3 separate regions of the Sus scrofa genome follow, and regions 1 and 3 are each linked to region 2. A link is a contact called in public Hi-C and HiChIP or PLAC-seq data. All regions are on one chromosome and are shown on one strand. The core of a region is the stretch at or near the end of the contact, and the rest is flanking DNA. Distances in the headings are between cores, read along the strand shown. Region 1 holds the start of DAD1 (defender against cell death 1). Region 2 holds the start of HOMEZ (homeobox and leucine zipper protein Homez). Region 3 holds the start of DHRS4 (dehydrogenase/reductase (SDR family) member 4).

The links. Hi-C and Micro-C count contacts between places; a contact is called where the count stands out from the background. HiChIP or PLAC-seq counts read pairs in DNA pulled down with a chosen protein or histone mark.
Region 1: a Hi-C map of heart right ventricle shows a contact between it and region 2, with 3 times the contacts expected there. The contact joins the promoter of DAD1 here to the promoter of HOMEZ in region 2. A contact is called at or near these places in 1 of 47 Hi-C or Micro-C datasets (heart right ventricle) and 1 of 2 datasets of contacts at active chromatin or transcription factors (alveolar macrophages).
Region 3: a contact with region 2 is called in an H3K27ac HiChIP or PLAC-seq map of alveolar macrophages. The contact joins the promoter of DHRS4 here to the promoter of HOMEZ in region 2. A contact is called at or near these places in 1 of 5 promoter capture datasets (liver) and 1 of 2 datasets of contacts at active chromatin or transcription factors (alveolar macrophages).

The regions. Positions count from the first base shown.
Region 1 is chr7:76,428,884-76,433,390 of Sscrofa11.1, forward strand. DAD1 (defender against cell death 1) reads left to right here and starts at 3,157. Exons shown (of 3, transcript NM_213944.1): 1 at 3,157-3,425. The coding sequence starts at 3,215. ABHD4 (protein ABHD4) reads right to left here and starts at 2,953. Exons shown (of 7, transcript XM_021099270.1): 1 at 2,844-2,953.
Region 2 is chr7:75,785,839-75,790,435 of Sscrofa11.1, forward strand. It overlaps HOMEZ (homeobox and leucine zipper protein Homez), which reads left to right and starts at 3,346. Exons shown (of 2, transcript XM_003482254.4): 1 at 3,346-3,562. The coding sequence starts at 3,523.
Region 3 is chr7:75,254,296-75,259,136 of Sscrofa11.1, forward strand. It overlaps DHRS4 (dehydrogenase/reductase (SDR family) member 4), which reads right to left and starts at 1,299. Exons shown (of 8, transcript NM_214019.2): 1 at 1,058-1,299. The coding sequence starts at 1,188.

The sequences.
Region 1 (4,507 bases), core at 1,907-4,406, 640 kb after region 2:
CATAGCTCATGGCAACGACAGATCCTTAACCCACTGAGCAAGGCCAGGTATCCTGAGTTCTCATGGATACTAGTTGGGTTTGTTACCACTGAGCCAGGATGGGAACTCCTTAAGTGCTAAATGTTAACATCATCTCATTTAACTCTCCACAACCTGTCAATGAAGAATGTCACTCAAGCCATCAGCTCTAAAAGGTCTAGTCATTAGCCACTGCCGCTTCTGACCTTTGACACACCCTGAAAGGAGTTCAGGCTATAGATCAGGAGTGAGGCACTCTGTGCACTGGGAAAACAGGCAGAATAGGCCTGCAGATACATATTTTCAGGAGAAAATTTTATGAACCCAATTTCTTGCATCTTCCCATACTTAGGAAAGCACTAAAATTATTAAAATAAGCACTAAGATAGCTGTGCCTCGTGACTGACAGTAACTTTCTACCAAGATGTATGCTTGATTATAGGTGCCCCTTCTCCAAAATCACATACATGCTGACCTCCTCCCTGAGCAGTTCCTCACAGCTACCTGAGAGGCTATCTCGTGGGCTATAGCTCTCAGTAAGTCCCCAAATAAAACTGAAACTCACAGCTATCACGTTGTGCATTTTTACCACAGTTAACAACCCAGGACAAAGAAAAGGAAAATGAGGTTGTCAGACTAACTTGTCCTGTATTGGATAAATTATAAACAGCAGACAGAAGGTTCAAACCCAGGACTGACTCCAGAGCCTGCACACTTATCCACTATTCTGGACATGACTATTTACATATATTAATATTCTGATTTTAAATGTTGAAATCAACACTAGTATTAGCAATTTTTCCATTGACAGATCAGTCAAAAATGTGTCAATGATTATAGAATCATAAACTGAACACAGAAGACCTCTTCTTGCTCTTTTAAGCAGTCCAGAAAGCTTTAGTTCATTATATTGGTGTTTGACTTTGCAGGTCTCAGAAAAGGATGCATTCAGTAAGTGAATTTGGTGTTTTTCAGTTCTTTTTCTTTCCCCCTTTGGGAGTTCCTGTGAAGATGCTAATGATGCTAGTTGACATGGATCAAAGGCAGACAAAACAGAAGGGAGAGACTACTGGAAGAAGCCTAGCTAACAGAATAGAACCCCCCTGAGGAATGCACTCCTAAATAATTAAAAAGCATCAGCCTAGCCTTTAAAGTGTGAAGTTGAATACCAGTGAGAAAGCTACCCTCCTATTCACTGATGAGGCAGGGAGAAAAGTTCAACTTGTCAGAGAAAATGACACTTGCTTTATGATATAGAAATAGGAACCAGCCTGGTTATCCATTCCTCTTTTTTTCCCCCTCAGCAACATAAGAGGGTTTAGACTGAACTTAAGTTCAGATAACAGTACAAATCTCAATGGGTGTGACTAGGAATATATCTTTTCAGATGGATTGTAAATCTTTCTGAGGACATGGATTATATCTCTTTTTTCTAGAATTAAGCAAGGTTTTGCTCATGACTAAGAGCCAGCACACGATTTGGTTCCAGTTTACTTTTTTTTTTTTTTTAAGGGCCACACTCACGATATATGGAGATTCCTAGGCCAGGGGTTGAATTGGAGCTACAGCTGCTGGCCTACACCACAGCCATAGCAACGCCAGATCCGAGCCACATCTGCAACCTACACCACAGCTCATGGCAACGCCGGATCGTTAACCCACTGAATAAGGCCAGGGATCGAACCTACATCCTCATGGATGCTAGTCAGATTCGTTAACCACTGAGCCACCACGGGAACTCCTGGTTCCAGTGTGAACACAAACAACAAATGAAAACTAAGGAAGGTTTACTTGCTGTTTTAGGAATTTTGCTTGAGTGGCTAGGATAGTTTAAAGTTACTAATAAGTTGAAAAAGTACCTGGTTATATGCTACTTGCAGCTGAAAGTGCGATGAGCTAGGTCTGTTAGATCAGATTCACCTAAAATAAAAGGGCAGCAGGAGTTCTCTTGTGGCACAGTGGGTTAAGGATCTGGCATTGTCACTGCAGTGGCTTGGGTTGCTGCTGTGACCTGGTTTGATCCCTGGCCAGGGTAATTTCCACAAGCCTCTGGCATGGGAAAAAAACAAAACAAAACAAAAAACGCGGCAAAAGCCAGAAACTAAGGTGGACCTTATTTTTCAAAAAGGTTAAAACACTAAATACAAGTAACTAATTCCACTTGTTAAAATACAAAACCTTAAACCTTCATTTTCTTCTGCAAAATAAATCGGAAGGGGTAGAGTTTGAACCAGGCACCAGGCAATGCTCTTTCAGGCCTTTCAGCACTGACATTCTGGGATAGTTCAACAACAGGTTCAAGATGCTAGGTTGGGAGTAGCACGCTGCTAAACTTGATCGTATACTCTATGCAATTTAATCGACTTTCTCACCCCACGCCCACCCCCAGCTCTTTTAAGACTATCAGATTCACCGAAGAATACCTACAATTGACTAACTACAATTCAAAAAATGTGGAGGAGCCCAATAAATGTCTGCTGAATGAATACCTGAGGTTTGATTCTATCGCTCTTATTAATAAGCGTCCCCAAGTCTAGATCCTAAAGCCAGTTCAGGACCGGGTAAAGTCGAGCTCCCCCACTCCGCCCCACACCTCCCACCCCCAATAACCACGTCTAAACTGGTGCCCGCTCAGACACTGATCGGGTGGTTCCAACTTTGGGGCAACCTGACTTGCTCCAATGATCTGGGACGGATCGCAGTTAGCGCCCTTAACAGAATTAGGACCGAACAAGTACTGAACCCGGAGAGCGCCAGACATTGCCCTATAGCAGATCTAAATAGTATATGTTTGAGAACGTGAGTGAACCAAAGAGACTCCAAACCTCGGAGTAGCTTCGCTATTGGCTGTAAAGCCTCTCCCGGTCTTCCTCCCGCACTATCTTGTTGCTAGAGCAACTGTGGGCGTCACCAACCTGACGGCGGAAATGGAACAAAAAGAGTACACGTCTCCAGCACAGGGAAAGATCCGTTGCGCAGGCGCACTAGCTTTCTCTGGCTGTAGTTCTCATTTTGAGGATGTATTCTGCGTCTGCGCATTGGTTGTTTCGCGCCTTGGTCGGTCTATACGCCTGCGCAAATCGGGGAGGACGGAGCTGGGCTGTACCGCTGCGCATGCGCTAAGACTACATCCGGTGTGGTCGTCTGGTACTCTAGGAGCTTGGGGTACGCCGGCCGAAGTACCAAGTTTATAGTCATGTCGGCGTCGGTGTTGTCGGTAATCTCCCGGTTCTTAGAAGAGTACTTGAGCTCCACTCCTCAGCGTCTGAAATTGTTGGATGCATATCTCTTGTATATACTGCTGACCGGGGCGCTGCAATTCGGTTACTGTCTCCTCGTGGGGACCTTCCCCTTCAACTCTTTCCTCTCCGGCTTTATCTCTTGCGTGGGGAGCTTCATTCTAGCGGGTAATGATTCAGTAATAATCTCCATAATAATGTGTTTCTTTGGTGCGCTGCTTTTATTCCCACAGTGCTCGTCTCTTTGTATCAGAACACTGCCTTGTCAAGTTATGAGAGGAGCCTGCATTGCTCTCTCTTTGTGAATGGGGAAATGGAGGGTCAGACAGGTGGCGTGCCTGTTACTGGAGAATCACCAAGGAGCTGGAATTAAATATAGAAACCACTTTCATGCTGCTGTGCAACCTGGTGATCCTCTTCACTTTGTATATATAGTCCAGGGAAAACTTCTTCCCAATTTCCACCTAGCTTTAACACAACTTTGAAGTTGGTAGACTTTTTTTTTTTATTTTTAAACTTACTATAGTTGACTTACAATGTTTTATTAATTTCTGCTGTACAGTAAAGTGATCCAGTTATACATATGTATGTGTATATGTATATATATATATATATATTCTTTTTTACGTTATCCTCCATCGTGTTCCATCACTGATGATTAGATATAGTTCCCTATGCTATACAGCAGAATCTCATTGCTTATCCACTCTAGGGTTAGGTGCTATAGTTTGCATCTACTAACCCCATACTCCCAGCCCATCCCACTCCCTCCCCTTCTCCCTGTTCTCCATGTCCATGGGTTTGTTTCTTTTCTGTAGATAGATTCATTTGTGCCATTATTCCAGATATAAGCGATATATGGTATTTGTCTTTCTTTCCTTTTTTTTTTTTTTTTTTTTTTTTGCTTTTTAGGGCCACACCCACAGCATATGGAATTTCCTAGGCTGAGAGTCGAATTGGAGTTACAGCTGCTGGCCTACACCACAGCAACGCTAGATCCAAGCTGTGTCTGTGACCTACACCACAGCTTGTGGCAACACTGGGTCCTTAATCCACTGAGCAAGGCCAGGGATCAAAGGTGAGTCCTCATGGATGCTAGTTGGATTTGTTAATGTGAGCCATAATGGACACTCCATTTTTTTTTGTTTGTTTTCTCTTTCTGACTTACTTCACTTAGTATGAGAGTCTTTGGTTCCATGCATGTTGCTGCGAATGACATTTAATTTGTTCTTTTTTTTGGCTGAGTAGTA
Region 2 (4,597 bases), core at 2,096-4,595:
TTTGTTGTTGTTGAACTTGGAAAAACACTACCAACACTCTCCCTCTCTCTCCCTCTCTTTTTTGTCTTTTTAGAGCTGTGCCCGTGGCATATGGAAGTTCCCAGGCTAGGGGAGTTGAATCAGAGCTGCAGCTGCTGGCCTACACCACAGCAACACCAGATCTGAGCTGCGTCTGTGACCTACACCACAGCTCACAGCAACACCAGATCCTTAACCCAGTGAGTGAGGCCAGGGACTGAACCTGCATCCTCATGGATATAAGTCAGTTTCATTACTGCTGAGCCACAACAGGAACGCCCCCAGATTTCTTTAATATGTGTGGTGTAAGATTTTGGTGCATTTTCAAATTTGCAATAATGAATGTCATAAACTCTGAATTGCTGACATTAGGAGTATTGCTGAAAGCTGTATGTACTAGTTTGTTAGAGCTGCCATAACAAAATACCACAGAGTGGGTGGCTTAAACAGTGGAAATTCTCTCACAGATTTGAGGCTAGAACACTGAGATCTGGGTCAGCAGGGTTGATTTCATTCCAAGGTTCCTCTCTTTTGGCTTGTAAACTGCCATCTTCTCCCTAAGTCTTCACATGGTCTTTCCTACCTGCATATCTGCATCCAAATTTCTTATTATAAGGACAGCAGTCATTGAATTAGGACTCACCCTTAAAGACCTCATTTTATTTTTTATTTATTTATTTTTTTTGTCTATTTGCTATTTCTTGGGCCACTCCTGCGGCATATGGAGGTTCCCAGGCTAGGGGTCCAATCGGAGCCATAGCCACCGGCCTACACAAGAGCCACAGCAACTCAGGATCCGAGCCGCGTCTGCAACCTACACCACAGCTCACGGCAACGCCGGATCGTTAACCCACTGAGCAAGGGCAGGGACCAAACCGGCAACCTCATGGTTCCTAGTCGGATTCGTTAACCACTGCGCCACGACGGGAACTCCTAAAGACCTCATTTTAATTACCTTATAGACCTTATCTCTAAATACAGTTACATTCCAAGGTACTGGGAGTTACAACTTTAACATAAGAATTTCAAGGGGACACAGTTCAGCCCATAACACTACACTTAATATTTAACTATTCACAGAAGTAACTGCAAACCACAGATGCATACCTCCTAAACCCAAACTAAATACATCCCCAACTCAACACTGTTAGTCAATCCCAAAATGCCCATGGCTTCTCCACTGCCACTGTATAAAAGGAGAAGTATGATGGAGGGGAAGTCAGAAAGGAAAGAGACATCAATATTGACCAACTGCGGTTTAAATTATTTTTTCTCAAATTCTACAAAAACCTATGACTATATTAACACATTATTAGGACTCTTTCAGTGCTTTGGAAGAGTGCAAGGGAGAGGCCTTAAGTTCCTCTAGCTTTCTCAGCTATTGGGTAAATTATGTGTTTGATCAGCCCTGCAAATCTTACTGAACCCTGCAAATGGGAGAGGGTGTTTTCACCAAAGGTTGAGGATGACCTGGTAAATCCAAATTCTGCAGCCCTAGTCCTTAGAAGAGCTGGGAAGATTATTGTCTTGCAAAAGGTGGGACCCTCCCTTCTCTGATAATGTCAGTCTGGACCGCTTCCTCTCTTCCCCTCCCCCATCCCAATCTACTCCATCTTCTAAAGTGTTAGGATGAAACCCACACAAAAGAGGGAGGCTTTAGCCTGCTCTCCAGAACTGCCAGAGGTCTTTCTTCTCCTTTCCTTGGATTCTTCTCCTAAATCTGTCTTCAGTTCTGTTCCCTACTCCTAACTTGGGAATGAGTATCCTTCTGAGACAAGAAAGGTGGCTGAGTTGTCTACCCTTCGTAATTCGCAGCCCATGATCAGTGATGTCCAGAGTGACTGATTGAAACCTTCAGGGGCAACCACTAAATTCTTATAGTGCTTGCCCGGCTTTCCAGACAAACAAGCTCATTGTTTGGATTATAAGAGAATGAACTGACAATTGCGAGCAGCCACTGCCTGAAATATTTCACTTTTCCCTTCTTTCGTTACATACAAACCATTGGGATATTGTAATAAGTCATGATTTAAGAGAAGATCTGTATATGCCACAGCCCTGGCTTAATCCTAAGAGATTAAAAGTTTCTAATTCTAAAACTGAGAATATTGTTTCTGTTGCTTACTCCTATGATGTTTTTGTGGGATACTAGCTTAAAGGACACAGCTTTTAGGAGCTGAGACTGTTACTAAATGTGCTGAGGGAGAGAGGAGAGGAATGGGCAAACGCAAGGCACACAAAAGAAAATAGGGTTCTGAGCTGAAGCACAGATATATTTCTGATGCTTTGCAATCCTAAAAAAGCTCTAGACCTTAGTGTGGAGTGGTGAAGAATCAGAAGTAGCAGTTATGATGGCTGAATTTTAGGGGGTACACGAGAAGGGGTGAAGTCTGTGGAATACAGAAGAGTCACTTCTGAAAGTACTGTTCCCATATATGTATAACTGGGTCACTTTGCTGTACAGCAGAAATTGACAGAACATTGTAAATTGACTACAATAAGAAAGAAGGAAAAAAAAGTACTGTTCCCAAGTTTTAGTCAGAAGACTGAGAATCCTGACTATACAAATTTACGGCCCAGAATTGTGGTGTGGAATACTGTTTTAGTGTAAACCCTTTCTTGACAGCAAAACCCACGGTCCCAAATATGAGTTACAGCTCCAGGTCCTCTTTACTATGGCAGAAAGGGGGGCCTGGGGAGGTGTGGAGTGTCCTAAACAAGGTGACCCCTCCAGCACTTCCTCTTTGAGAACATCCGTCTGGTGACAACTGGACCCGGGAAGCGGCCCAAGGTGCCAGGCTGCTAGGATCCTTGTCTTTCGGGGTGGCCAAGACATTCTATACAAGTTCCCGGTTGCTCTACGCGTTTACAGTGACGCCGCCGACGGCAGCTGGGAACGCGCGCCTCCTTGTGTGAGCTGGGAAAGGAATACAGAAAAAGTCTTCCTTCCGGAGGAAACAAATAAGGAGTAGTTTGTAGGCGGTCTGGACAGTTCAACAAACTGCTGTGAATTCCTTGGGGAATTCCAGCAGGAACAGGGCCCTGTGGACTCCGAAGATCCGGTGCCCACAAGGTGGGGGGGGCGGGGGAGCGCGGGGCGGAGTACCATTCACGGCACCCTAGCGGCGGGGGGACATCTTCCCTGTCCCACGCACCCAATAGTCACCCCGGCTGAGGCACAACGCAGCCAATAGCGGACTTCAACAGAGACCCACGCTGCCAATGGCCGGCTCAGCCCCTTCCGCCGGGGCCCGCCTCCTTAAACCCACCAATCAGGACTCTGGCCACCTTGGCACCGCCCCTGGGGCCCGCCCCACCCATCCGCCCCGCCTCCAACTCGCTGGAGCTGGGCTGGGCTTGACCGGCGCGCTCTCGGGGGCGGGAGGGGGGCAAGTCCCGGTCCTGGCCCTCGGCGCGGGTGGGCTCGGAGCAGGCCGCACCGGGCAGCAACCCTATTCTCACCCCGGAGGCCCCCTGCCCTTTCTCCCCCTTTCCCCCCGGCCCATGGTGCGAGGCTGGGAGCCGCCGCCCGGGCCGGACAGCGGTGAGTGATCCCCAGCCCTTTCGACTTCCCCTCCCAGCCCGTGTACGATCTCCGACCTCTGGAGTTCCATCCCCGCGCTAGGGGGAGGAGAATTCTGGGTTCGAAGTTGCCCGGTTCTCTCTCCTTTCTCCTCTGGACTTTTCGGTTCCCTGTTGTAACTGGGGGAGGGTGAGTGGGTGTGTAGGGAGGAGGGGAAAGCAGGGTTGGGACGCCCTCGGAAAGGGGAGGATAAAGATTCGCCTGCTCTCTGGGGCTCATCGCCCCAAGTGCAGCAACTTTTTGTTCTCTGACCCAGTTCGGAGCCTTCTAGACTGCCTGTGAAATGGAGGATAGGAGAAACGTTTCCTTCCCAAGGCCTCCCCTCCTCCCCTCCACGACTACCTCCTGGCGACCTCAACACACGCACAGAAACCTGGCCTTATTCCTGGGGAGCAGTGGCCTTTGGGAATGAAAGGTTTAAGAGAAACTACTCCTTCTGACCCCTTTACCCAGCCATACTCAGAAAATCAAACCAGTAAAGTGAGAACCTGAGTCTTCAGAGGTTCCTGGTGTTGCGTCCTAATCTGAGACTTCTGAACCGAAAGACTCAAGCTGAGACCTATTTGGTAATGTGGGCCCAGATGAGATCTTTTATCATATGACCCCCCTTCTCACCATACCTTTGAAGCGCTTTTTATGGTTAAGATAGGTAGGTGGCAGTAATTGAAAACAAAAAAGCCAGCTGGGAATTTTTAAATGATGCATACACATCTTAAGCATTGTCATTAAAAGTACATTCATTTCACCAATCTCTTGGGTTAGTGTCCAGGCGTTTTCTTTGTGTACATTCTGCTGACTGGCAGTCCCAGTTGCCTTTGTAGTATAAACTACATAAGCAAATCTCAAATCTGACTGCACCCTGAGAACTTTTTAAAACTACTTATGCCTGGGCCCTAGTCCAGGCTAATTAAGTCGGAGTGAGGAGGTGAATGCTCTGGTTTCAGTTTTCCAGGTAATTCTAATGTGCAGTCTGAGACAGGAGCCACTGCCTCTCAT
Region 3 (4,841 bases), core at 49-2,548, 530 kb before region 2:
TTCTCTCCTTAGTTATCTTTTAAGAGTTATCTTTTGTCAAATAAATCGGAGCTGCAGCTGCTAGCCCACACCACAGCCACAGCAACACCAGATCCAAGCTTTGTCTGCAAACTATACCACAGCTCACGGCAATGCCAGATCCTTAAACCGCTGAGGGAGGCCAGGGATTGAACCTGAGTCCTCATGGATAGAAGTTGGGTTGCAGCTGAGCCACAATGGGAACTCCACAAACGTAAATTTTTTACATACCCCCTCTGGAGAAAAGGTTACATATATTGCCCTTGTTAGCCATTAGCATTTCCCATTTGTATTTGAGATTTGTGAAGAGCTGGCATCTAGCAAGATTCTGTGGGGATAAGAAACAGCGTAGACAAAAGTGGTTAGTGAGAAACAGGCTAGGTGAGGGAGGCCAAAATGTACAGAACTAAACACACATCTGGGAGTTCCTTTCATGGCTCAGCGGTTAACAAATCCGACTGGTATCTATGAGGACACAGGTTCAGTCTTGCTCAGTGGGTTGAGGATCCAGCTTTGCTGTGGCTGTGGTGTAGGCCAGCAGCTGTAGCTACCATTAGACCCCTAGCCTGGGAACCTAAAAAGAGAAAAAAAATTAAATCTGGACAGCATATGGGTCTTGTGTCTGTTCTAGGTAAGGGGTGCAGCTCTGTGAGACTCCTGGGTGTCAAAATGGGGTGCCTGGAACATTTCCACAGTGGGTGGAGGCACTGGATGGATTTTTGGCATCTGGACTGTTTTGGATTTCAGTCCAGGACCCTGGGAGGTTGGACTGATGGGGGTGAGGTAGGGTCAGCACCAAGGTGGAGCAGTAGAGCCAGAGGCAACAGTGACAAGAGGGCTGGCAATGAGTGTGGGGTGGTGATCAGGCCCTGGGCATTCCGAGGGGCCGCAGGCCAACCACGTGGTTCCTTCCTGCCTGGGAGGAACTCTGGCTATGTGTGAGGCCTGAGGACGGGGGCACAGGAGGCAAAGGACAAGGAATTAGTACCTGTTTGCAGACAGCGGGGTGCCTTTGAGACTTGGGCCCCCGGGCACTCACCCGTCAGTGGAGGCTGTTACTAGTGCCACCTTATTCTCGAGCGGTTTTCGGCGCTCCACCCCGGTGCTGGCCATCCGCACCGACTTCCACGTCTGGGAACAGGCCCTCAGTAACTGCCCCGCCGCCCGCATGTTGCAGACCAGGTTCTGAGTTCTGTCCCGCCCAGGGAAGTTGACAAAATAGAACCAGCGGCGGGGGTGGGGCGAGCCGCGTCCCCGCGCAGCTGCGCATTCCGCTCCCAGTTGTCCTCTCCCCTCCCCCTGCTCCCCGCCCCTCTATCCCCGCCTCCACTGTCCCCACCAGCCCTAGATTTGGACGGCTTTTCCCGCTCCCCGCCCGCTTTGCGCTGAGGGCCCGCTGTGGCCTCGGCCGCCCCCTGCCGGCCACGGCCGTGATGTCTTGCAGTCTCCCAGTCCACGTGGCGGGTGGGTGTGGACCGTGCTGTCGGTTCTGGTTTCCTGTAGGGCAGCCCGCACCTCCGGGAGCCAGAAGACTCATCTGTCTTCCCACCCCTCCTTCTACTTCTGCTTCTCACCCCTCCTTCTACGTCTTTTCTTGGGGGAGAGGGGACTATGAGTCGCTTGCTTTTGCTTCCCAGAACCCCAAGATGGACTTCGTTTTCCAAGGAAGTCCACTTCTGCAATTGCAATGGCCCACGGGAGGACAAATGTTTTGAGATTGCCCATGGCAGTGAGGCCTGAGGTCCCCACAGAGCACCACGTGAGGGTCCCAGGTGAGGGTGGAGGAGCCCAGGAGAGACACATGATGGGGAGCAGCTGAGCTAGGCACTGCCCTTCACCCTAGCTCAAGTTTTCCTCCATCCCCATAGGCCTGGAGGGCGGACTCTCATCACCAGTAGTGACCAGTGTGTGCAATGAAAGATCCTGACAGGATAGGAGCTCTTATACCCTACACCGTAAGAGGACTTCTCCATTTTCAGGACTAAGCAGTAGCAAGGAGGCTAGAAGGTCCCCTAAACAGTGGTGGAAATCCAGGGAAGTCGAGAGCACTCAGGTTCTCTTTAATCGTTATGTCCCCAGGTCCTAGCCTCCATCCTAGCTCAATAAATATTTGTTTAGTGTGTAAGCACTTCATAAACTGTAAACTACTAAACACATAGTAATTATTGCCACCATAGAGTAATTATTATTGCCGCCACAGGCCAGGCTCTTTGTCTGTAAGCTGAAGATGCTAGAGTAGATGATGGATAAGGTCCTCTCTGCCTATAAATTCTGTGTCCAAGACTTCAGCCTCCACTTCTGCCAACTGAGCTGAAATGATCTCCCTCCTGGGTTTCTGGGAGAATTAATAAATCTGGATGGCTTATGGTACATTGTAGAAAGGCCCTGACAGACCCCGTGTCAGCAGCTGAATTGGTTTAACCCCATGGCCTCCAAATGCCAGGCTGAGAAGTTGGGCTGATCCATGGCAGTGTTTTCACTAATTCAAGGCAAAAAAGGAAAAATAAAGAACATATAGTGAGTTTCATAAAGCTAAGCTCATTTAACTTAACCGATAGTCCTTTTTTTCTGGGAAAGGCTTTTGCTCTTTTTTTTTTTGAAGTTTGTCTTTTGGTTAAGAGAAGATGATGAAGGCAGATGGGTAGTTGAGAAAAGCATTGTTGGTGAAAAAACCAGTCTGACAACTCGATGTCGGTCCTTACAATTAGAGGAGAAACAATCCTGGTCTGTGAAATGCAGTTCCGGGAATCACTGTTGAATAGAAGTAATACTTGTGAAAGATTCATTTAGTGTATGTGTAGGTCAGCTGAAGAGCTGAAAAGGATTTCAGCATTCGAAGGGGGTGTCTGCGTAGTGAATGACACAACAAGCATGCGCTGGCTTTGTCATTTATTCCTCTGCGGAGACGTTACAGCTGCGGTACTCAGCACATCCCTATGAGATAAGAGAGCTTGAGTCTAATTTCCCCCATGTCCGAGGAAAACTGACTCTCTGACTGGTGCCCCTCAGTCTGAACCTCATGAATTATTGACAACTGAGGCTGGATAGCATGACGCTCCTCTTCCTCCTGCCCTGTTCAGAGCTAATGCACTGTGGGAACCCTTCCCAGCGCTCTCCACCTACGGGCAAGCCTGGGGGAGGGGATGTAGGAGGCTGGAGCCAGCCTCTCAGAGCTTTTGGTTCAAAGGGACGGGCTGTCATGGCCCATTTGATCTCTTCACCTCCAGAGTGAAGAAGTGGGCAGCCAGGTCCGGGGGCTGAGGTGGGGGCTTTCCAAAGAGGAAAGGGTTTTGGGGAAAGAGCATTCTGGCCTGGGAATATCACATGGCTGCTCCCTGTCTGGGCAACGTCTTTATTTGGCCTCTAGCACCATTTCTTTTCTTTTTTATGGCTGCACCTATGGCATATGGAAGTTCCTGGGCTAGGGATCTAGGGGTTGAGTCAGGGCTGCAGCTAAGGCCTATGCCACAGCCACGGCAAGACCAATTCCGAGCCACATCTTCAACCCATGCTGAAGCTTGCAGCGATGCCAGATCCTTAACTCACTGAGCAAGGCCAGGGATTGAATTCACATCCTCACAGAAACAATGCAGGTTCTTAACCAGCTGAGCCACAGTGGGAACTCCTACAGCACCATTTCTTTTGGAAGAATACAGGGGACATTAGGGAGGGGATCTGTGAACAGAAAAGGGTAGTGGAGAGGCAAGAGTGTAGGTGTCTCCAGTTCCTACTCTGAATCAAGCTGGACTGTTGGAGTTGGGGGTAGGAAACCTTTGAGGGAAATACATGGGCGAGTAGGAGTCCCTTTGAAGTGGGAACTTTAACAGGCAATGGGGTTGTTCTTGCATGAAGGTGGACCAGCTGCAGATCCTAAGGAAAGGCCGCCACGACTGAGGAGGACACACCCATCTTTCTCAAGGGCTGATTGCAGTCTGGAAGGAAATTCACCTGGGATGAAGTCTTGTGTTTTGCAGTAGCCATTCCACGTTGGTCATTGCCTCTTACCTTATTGACACAAGTCAGGTTTGGGTGGCGTGGGAGGGCTGTGTGATAACAGCAGTTTTTTATTGAACACTTACTGAGTGCTGGCAACTGTTGGGTGCTTTTTATAGATTTTATCGAATATGTCAAATCCAGTGAGGGAGGTAGTTTTATTTCCATGTGTGAAATCAGAGTGAGTTATGACAACCTGACCTGCCGTCACTGTTGAATAGCTACTCTTAATTTTTCTGACGTTGTTGGAGAATGACAGTTTTCTTGGAAATTAATTATCTCTGAACTGGAATTTTACTTTCAGCATCAGTGCATTTTTGTTTTTATCATTAAAATAGCTCTTCTTTAAATTACAAAACAACACAGGTTCATGATTTTTAAAAGAGATACAAGGTTATAAAGTGAAAAGTAAAAAACTAACTCTTCCCTATGCTTCTTTTAACTGCTCCTCATAAGCTCTTGGTCTTTTGTATCCTTCTAGAAGTTTCCAGCATTTATATGCATTTTGCCCTTAAAAATATTTCCCATGAATGGGATGACACTATACATAATGTTCTTCAAATTGCTTGTTTCTTTTCTTTCTTCCCATTTCTCTCTCGTTTTTTACAATACATTCTTGTACTGTTCTGAGTGGTACACAATAGACCTCTTTTATTCTCTCTCTCCCTTTTAAAAATAGCTGTACTATTCCACTGTGTGGATATTCCATAATTTATTTAGCTAGGCTCCTACTGATGAACATGTAAGTAGCTTCCATGGGTGTATATGTATTTTGTATTTGGTGCAAATATGTTTGTATCCTGGGTCAAATGTTTTGAATTGACTGCGAT